Linked DNA regions of Oryctolagus cuniculus: region 2 is linked to region 1. A link is a contact called in public Hi-C data. All regions are on one chromosome and are shown on one strand. Each heading gives the region's core, a stretch centred on a gene start, on an enhancer-like site or on the middle of the called end of the contact. The rest is flanking DNA. Distances are from core to core; before and after follow the strand shown.

Region 1 (3,042 bases), core at 470-2,969:
TTTTTTTTTTTTTTTTTTTTTTTTTTTACAGGCAGAGTGGACAGTGAGAGAGAGAGACAGAGAGAAAGGGCTTCCTTTGCCGTTGGTTCACCCTCCAATGGCCGCCGCGGCCAGCGCGCTGCGGCCGGCGCACCGCGCTGATCCAATGGCAGGAGCCAGGAGTCAGGTGCTTTTCCTGGTCTCCCATGAGGTGCAGGGCCCAAGCACCTGGGCCATCCTCCACTGCACTCCCTGGCCACAGCAGAGAGCTGGCCTGGAAGAGGGGCAACCGGGACAGAATCCGGCGCCCCAACCGGGACTAGAACCCGGTGTGCTGGCGCCGCTAGGCGGAGGATTAGCCTAGTGAGCCGCGGCGCCGGCCTTTTTGCTTTGGTTTTTTAGTCATTTCCAGTGTGTCATGCTTCACTCATCACTCAACAAGCATCTAATGGGTGCACCTGCTGGATTCCAGATGCCTCACTAGGTGCTGGAGTAGACGTAAGTCAGGCAATCAGTCCCTGTTCCCCAGACAGCTGAAGTCTGGAGATGCAGCAACATGGGAACCACACCAGCAGTGCGTGCATCTGACGGGCACACTACAGAGATGCAGCTTATGCTACAAGGCCCCAAAACAGGAAGTGTGGAGGGGAGCCAAGTGAAACAGAGGTCAAGGTCACGTCTGCAGGTGGTGAGCAGAGAAAATCCGAGGGTGGAGAAGCTCCCAGTCATGTCCCCCACCCCCGTGTCCTGCTTCTGTGCCGAAAATCCCGTCACTAGGGTTCAGAGTCCCCCATGCCAGTTCACAGGTAAACGCCTGGGAAGAGGAGGCCACGGCACCCTGACCAGCCGTCCCCACAGCTCAGTGTGGCTCAGTGGATGGGAGGCAAGTTTAGGGGAGGTGTGGGGCTGGCAGAGAAGACACTCATGCTAAGTGCTTTCAGCATCTACCAAGCTCAGGCCTGCTGTGGAATGTTCTGGAAGCTGAGACACATGTCAGCCGCTCCCATACAGCTGGAGGCCCTGCATCCTTGCTGGTAAGTTCAGCTCCCTGTGAGGCACCTGCAGGGTCGGACAGCTCCCTGGACTCGGGGCTGCCTCCCTCTAAGCCTCGCCCCAGTCCTGGTGAGCACCAGCCCCGTTCCACCCCTGAACACCTGCTCTCATCCTCTTCTTCATCACCAGCCTCCAACCTTGTGCCCTGCCAGACCCTCCCCTCCTCCTGCTCCAGTCTCCCACAAGCCCCTGGATCTCAACTCGGCCTTCCTCCAAGGGCCTGGTGTCCTAGCCCAGACCCAAGGATACACACAGCTGTTTGCTGCCCAGATCGCCAAGGCCACCTGCTTGGTGGAAGGAGCCTCCAGGGGTCGCCCACCTGCTTCCTGCCCCCCGTCCCAACACCAAATGCCCCTCTGGACACTCCTGTTGCAAACACCCCTCTGCGCCTTCAGTCTCCTGCTAGCACCCAGACTTCCCCACAGCGATGGCTGCAGCTCTGCATTGCCTCCACGCATTCTCCAAAACAAAACCAAAATACCCCAAGAGTCTTGTGGGCTCAGCTTTTCCGCAAAGGGGCGGGAGCAAGAATACCTGGGGAAACCAGGCTGAACGCCTCTCAGCAATGACCAACCACAACCACAAGGGGGCGGTGTTGGCCAACACCAGCTTCCAGGGCTGCAGGCGTTGCGCAGGGCTGCAAGCCGGGAGGCTGCAAGGCGTCGCGCAGGGGAGGGAGCAGAGGTCTTTAAGGCACTGGGTTCACTTGGTGTTGACTTACACACGGTGACACAAACGGTGGCCGGTGAAACATCCAAGGAGGCTGCTTTGAGGGAGACCCCAACCATGCCACAGAGGGGGCTTGACGGAGACGGTGAGTGCTGGGCACTACGAACGAGTACCCGGAAATACCACACCGCGCCCCCAAAACACAACCATACAACTTCTGAAGATACGTCCAAAAACGGCATACTGCCCATCCATTGTGCACGGCCCAGCGGAGGTACTCACTGTATCAGTGTTGACTGGCAGGAGAGAGGAAAGGCCAGTGGAGAGCAGTGCCCCCGGCCACACTGGGAGCCCGCCCACCATCAGGAGGGAGCAATGGTGACTGGTGCCCAGGACCTAGGACCTAGAGCAGATCTGTAGCCCCTGGAGGTTTCCAGGACATGCCGAGGTCTTGGCTTAGCTAATGACGGAGCTGGGGCCAGAAGCCCTGGTGCAAAGATGCCCCCCACCCCCCACTCTACTGGACACCTCTATAAGTGACCTCAGATGGGTCAGTGAGCAGTCACCGAGAGCCATGAGGGCCCAGGCTGGCATCCCCAGGCCCCCTCCAGCTCAGAGTGGCCACAGCCGGGGGATTTCTGCTGACATGGGCTCTTCCTGGGGACTTTCCTCTCCCCGGGAGCTCCAACTGGTTAGAGCTCAGGAACACCTTAAAATCTTATTTATTTGGAAGGAAGGAAGGAAGGAAGGAAGGAAGGAAGGAAGGAAGGAAGGAGAGGAGGAGGGGGAGGGGGAGGGAGAGAGGGAGAGGGAGAGGGAGAGGGAGAGGGAGAGGGAGAGGGAGAGGGAGAGGGAGAGGGAGAGAGAGAGAGAGGTCATCCACCCACTGGCTCAGCTCCCCAAATCCAGATAGGGCCAGGCCAAAGCCAGGAGCCAGGAATTCAATCTGGGTCCCACACTTGGGTGGCAGGGACCCAGGTACCAGAGTGTGCATTAGCAGGGAGCTGGTTGGAAGCAGAGCAGAGCCGCCAACCCAGCCACTCCGACACCTCAGCTTTCTCCAAGGTCACCGCAGGCGGGAGTTGGGATTTGTTTCTATCAACCCAGCGTACGAACGGCCATCGGGTTCCAGAGAATTGTAAGTGGGGGGAGAGCAGCTCCATTCAACTAGGCACAGTTCCTTTAGACGACACAGTTCCCACACCCATCCCGCTGCCACCCAATCGCTTAAAACAGAGCTATACCTAATGAGGCTTCTATTTACTTGTGACTTTGTAAGGAGTCATCCACTGCAGGTTCACCCACCACAAGATAGAGGAGGAAAGTGGGGAGGGCGCAAGC
Region 2 (3,147 bases), core at 381-2,880, 170 kb before region 1:
TCTGGACTTCAGGAAGCTCCAACATCCCTGCCCCTCCACCCCCAGTCCCAAGTGAGGAAAGTAAGCTGAAGTTAAGGTGTGACCATGTCTACCAATGAGGATTCCTCATGGAGATAAAATCAATGTGGCCGCTAGGGCTGGTGGGCTCCAGTCACCAGGTAGGAACTCACCCTGGTCCTGAAACCCCCTCCCACTCAGCCCGAAGAAACGGCACTCCTTCCCTGCCCCCCTGCCCCCCAAGAGAAGACGACTTGGAAATGTCTGATTTCCAAGTCTGGATGCAGTAGTGCTCAGCGACTCTAAACCACGGGAAATCATCGGGTTTCCACGCCTTCGGACGGCTCTTCCGAAGTATTCTCGCTCCTCTTCCTTGCGCACGAGGAGGAAAATGACGGGTATGCCTGTCACAGCGCCGAAACAGACCCTCCCCCTGCCCATCGCTTTATGCAGATTATTCCGACACCAAACGTGGCGAGAGGCTCAAGCCAGGTCCTACACGATGATCTCGGGTCCCAGGGCGGAACCAGCCCTTTTAAAACTCATAACCACAAAGCCCATGGGCCCTTCCCCGGTATGCGGAAACTAGGGGCTTCCCGTGCCCCTTCCCGAGGGGCCGGTGCCGAATTGCGTAACGCAGGTGCAGAGCTGGAGAGCTGCTCAGCGCGGGGCAGAGGCGCGCACCCCAGATGCGCACCTGGGCCCGGCGCAGGGCGCAGGCTACTTGTGAAGCGCGCTGGGCAGTCCCGAGCTCCAACCACATGCAGGAGTCCTGGGAGCGCCCGGCTCTCAACACCTGTAGCCTCTGCGCTCCTAAGACTGCAATGGAACCCCAGAGACACGGGGGCCAAGCCCGAAATCGAGCGACTGGAGGACACGCAGCCAAATCTGTCCCCAAGACCACACTGGGCAGCCTGGCTGACTTCTCCAACGCTGACCTCTCCAGGATCCGCGCGTTGGTTCGGGGGTACAGAGAGCGGGAGGCGGCAGGCCCCACGGCTCCAGGGCCCTCCACCGCCCAGCGCCATAATCACACAGCCCGGTGCAACCCTGCAAAGTACTCAGGTGTTGGCCGAGGGGAGGGACGAGTAGGCGCACCCTGAGCCCAATTTCACGGCACAGTCATCGTTCGCCAGGCAGGACGCGGCCGCCAGGGTCCTCGGAATGACTGCCCCAGGCTGCGGGGACGGGGATGCGGGAGCGCAGCAGAGGGCAGGGGTTGTGCAAGGCCCGGCGGGCGCGGGACACTCTGCACTCGCGGTCCTGCCCTACACCCAAGGGCACGGCGGGGTCGGAAGGGCCTCGACGCGGTGGCGCACTCCCGCTCTCCCCCGCGCTCCCGAGGGCCGGATCCGGGCTGCCGTTTAGCTCCGCACAAGTTGTGCCTCCCTGGCGGCGGGGGTCCCATCCCACATCGACCTCCCCTCAGCCTCGATCTCAAAAACAACTCCCAGGTCTGCGGAGAGAGGAGGCGGGGCGGGCGAGGGCAGGGGGCGGGCCGGGGTCAGGGCAGAGGCGGCGGCCGCGCCTCCCCATTGGCCGGGGCGCAGTGGGCTGCCCGGCGCGCGGCGCGCAGCGCGGCGGGGCGCGGGCGGGCCGGGCGGGGGCGGGGCCTGCCGGCGCGCGCCCGCCCCCGCCCCCGCGCCCGCGCCCCTCGCACCGCCCCCGTGCTGGCAGCCCGCTGGAGTTTTAAAGTGGGCCGGCAGCTGCTGGAACCGCACTTCGGGGAGCGGCCAGCTGCACAGCCTCGGCGCTCGCCGCGCTCCGCCCCAACTCTCCTGAGGCGGCCGTACAATCCTCGGCAGTGTCCTGAGACTGTATGGTCATCTCAGCGGCCGCGCCAGCCCGGCCCGGACTCCTGCCAACGCCAGTCGCTTGGGCAACTTCTTTTAGGAAAACCCAGAAAAGCGACTCCTGCTCTAGGGAAGAGGGAACCTGGGATCCCTTCTCGCGGCTGACAACCTCTTCCCACCCCTTTCCCGACCCCGCCTCCGCGTGCAGGTTCCTCCCCGTCACCTCTCTCCACCCCTTGGCCCCGCACCTATCTGGCCGCCCGCAAGTTTCCACCTGACTGCGCGCGGCGCTCGGCACCTGCAACCACTTAGGATCTTTCACTGTGTCCCGGGCCCCAGGAAGCCCACGAGGACCAGCGCGAAGGCAGCGGCTGCATCCTTCTCTGGCCGGAGAACTCAGGCGCTCGGCGTCTGCGGCGGCCGTGGCGACAATGACAGCTGACAAGGAGAAGAAAAGGTAAGCTGGCGTCAGCGCCAGGGGAGAGCTGGCCTGAAGCCGTGGCCGGACCGCGCGAGCGCTTGGCAGAGGAGTGCGGAAGATCGGCGTGGCTGGTCTTAAGAGCAGGTGTGCCGAGTAGGGACGTGGAGCTGTGCTTGCGCAGCGGAGGGTTCTGTGGCCCCACGGAGACGCGGGGCCGCTAGTGCTAGGAGGCCGAGGGCGACGGCCGGCCGCGGAGTAGCGAGGCGCTTCCCGCGGTGTCTTCCAAATCTCAGGTTCCTGTATGCCACCCTGCCTCGACTAGCAAGTTGAAATGGCCCTGGGGGGATGCCCTCCACTTTATCTGGTCTCACGTGCGGGGGCAGCATCCACGCTTTTCTCTGAACCCTTGGGTCCTTCCAAATGCGTTCCCATGCCCCTGCTGTGCCCCAAGGGGCGGGAGGCAGAGCGCAGCCCCTGGACTGCGCCCCTGGCCAAGGAGCAGGGCCCCGCTCGCCAGGAGACCCCCCCCCTCCCCGCCGCCAACCCTCGCCAAAGCTTTGGAGAACCCCTTCTCCGTCCCCACACCTTTACCCCGCCGGAAAGTGGGTAGTGGGCTGTACTGCCCTTCGGGGACAGGTGTCTCCGTGTGCGGGGAGGAGATGACGACATGGGGCGCCCAGGGCAAGTCCGATGTCCGTCTCCCAAGAGGACAGGAAAGGACAGCCACCATCTGCTCTCCTGCCCTCGCGAGCCTCTCGGCACTGGGTGAGAGGCGACTTCGGCCGACTCTCTCGGCCCTCCTGCCCCCTCCCGGCCACTCCCGGCCGAGCCTCGGCGTGCGAGGGCAGGAGCGGCCGCTCAGTCCCGGGTACGGCCTCAGCACCAGCGAAGGCGGACGCCTCGCCGCCTTGCTCCGTTCTCCCCATCTCTGTCCCT

Evidence for each region. A called contact is a pair of places that touch in the nucleus more often than the background predicts.
Region 2: a Hi-C map of embryonic fibroblasts shows a contact between it and region 1, with 4 times the contacts expected there. The contact joins the promoter of EPAS1 here to the enhancer-like site in region 1. A contact is called at or near these places in 2 of 6 Hi-C or Micro-C datasets (embryonic fibroblasts and skin fibroblasts).

Annotation. Positions count from the first base shown.
Region 1 is chr2:156,272,953-156,275,994 of mOryCun1.1, reverse strand. No RefSeq gene overlaps it. Among named protein-coding and RNA genes, the nearest start is that of TMEM247, 7.2 kb to the right of the region's middle. Within about 2 kb of position 1,719, at least 1 of the 8 cell types and tissues checked has an H3K27ac peak or open chromatin away from gene starts, as enhancers often do.
Region 2 is chr2:156,441,849-156,444,995 of mOryCun1.1, reverse strand. EPAS1 (endothelial PAS domain protein 1) reads left to right here and starts at 1,630. Exons shown (of 16, transcript XM_008254453.4): 1 at 1,630-2,247. The coding sequence starts at 2,222.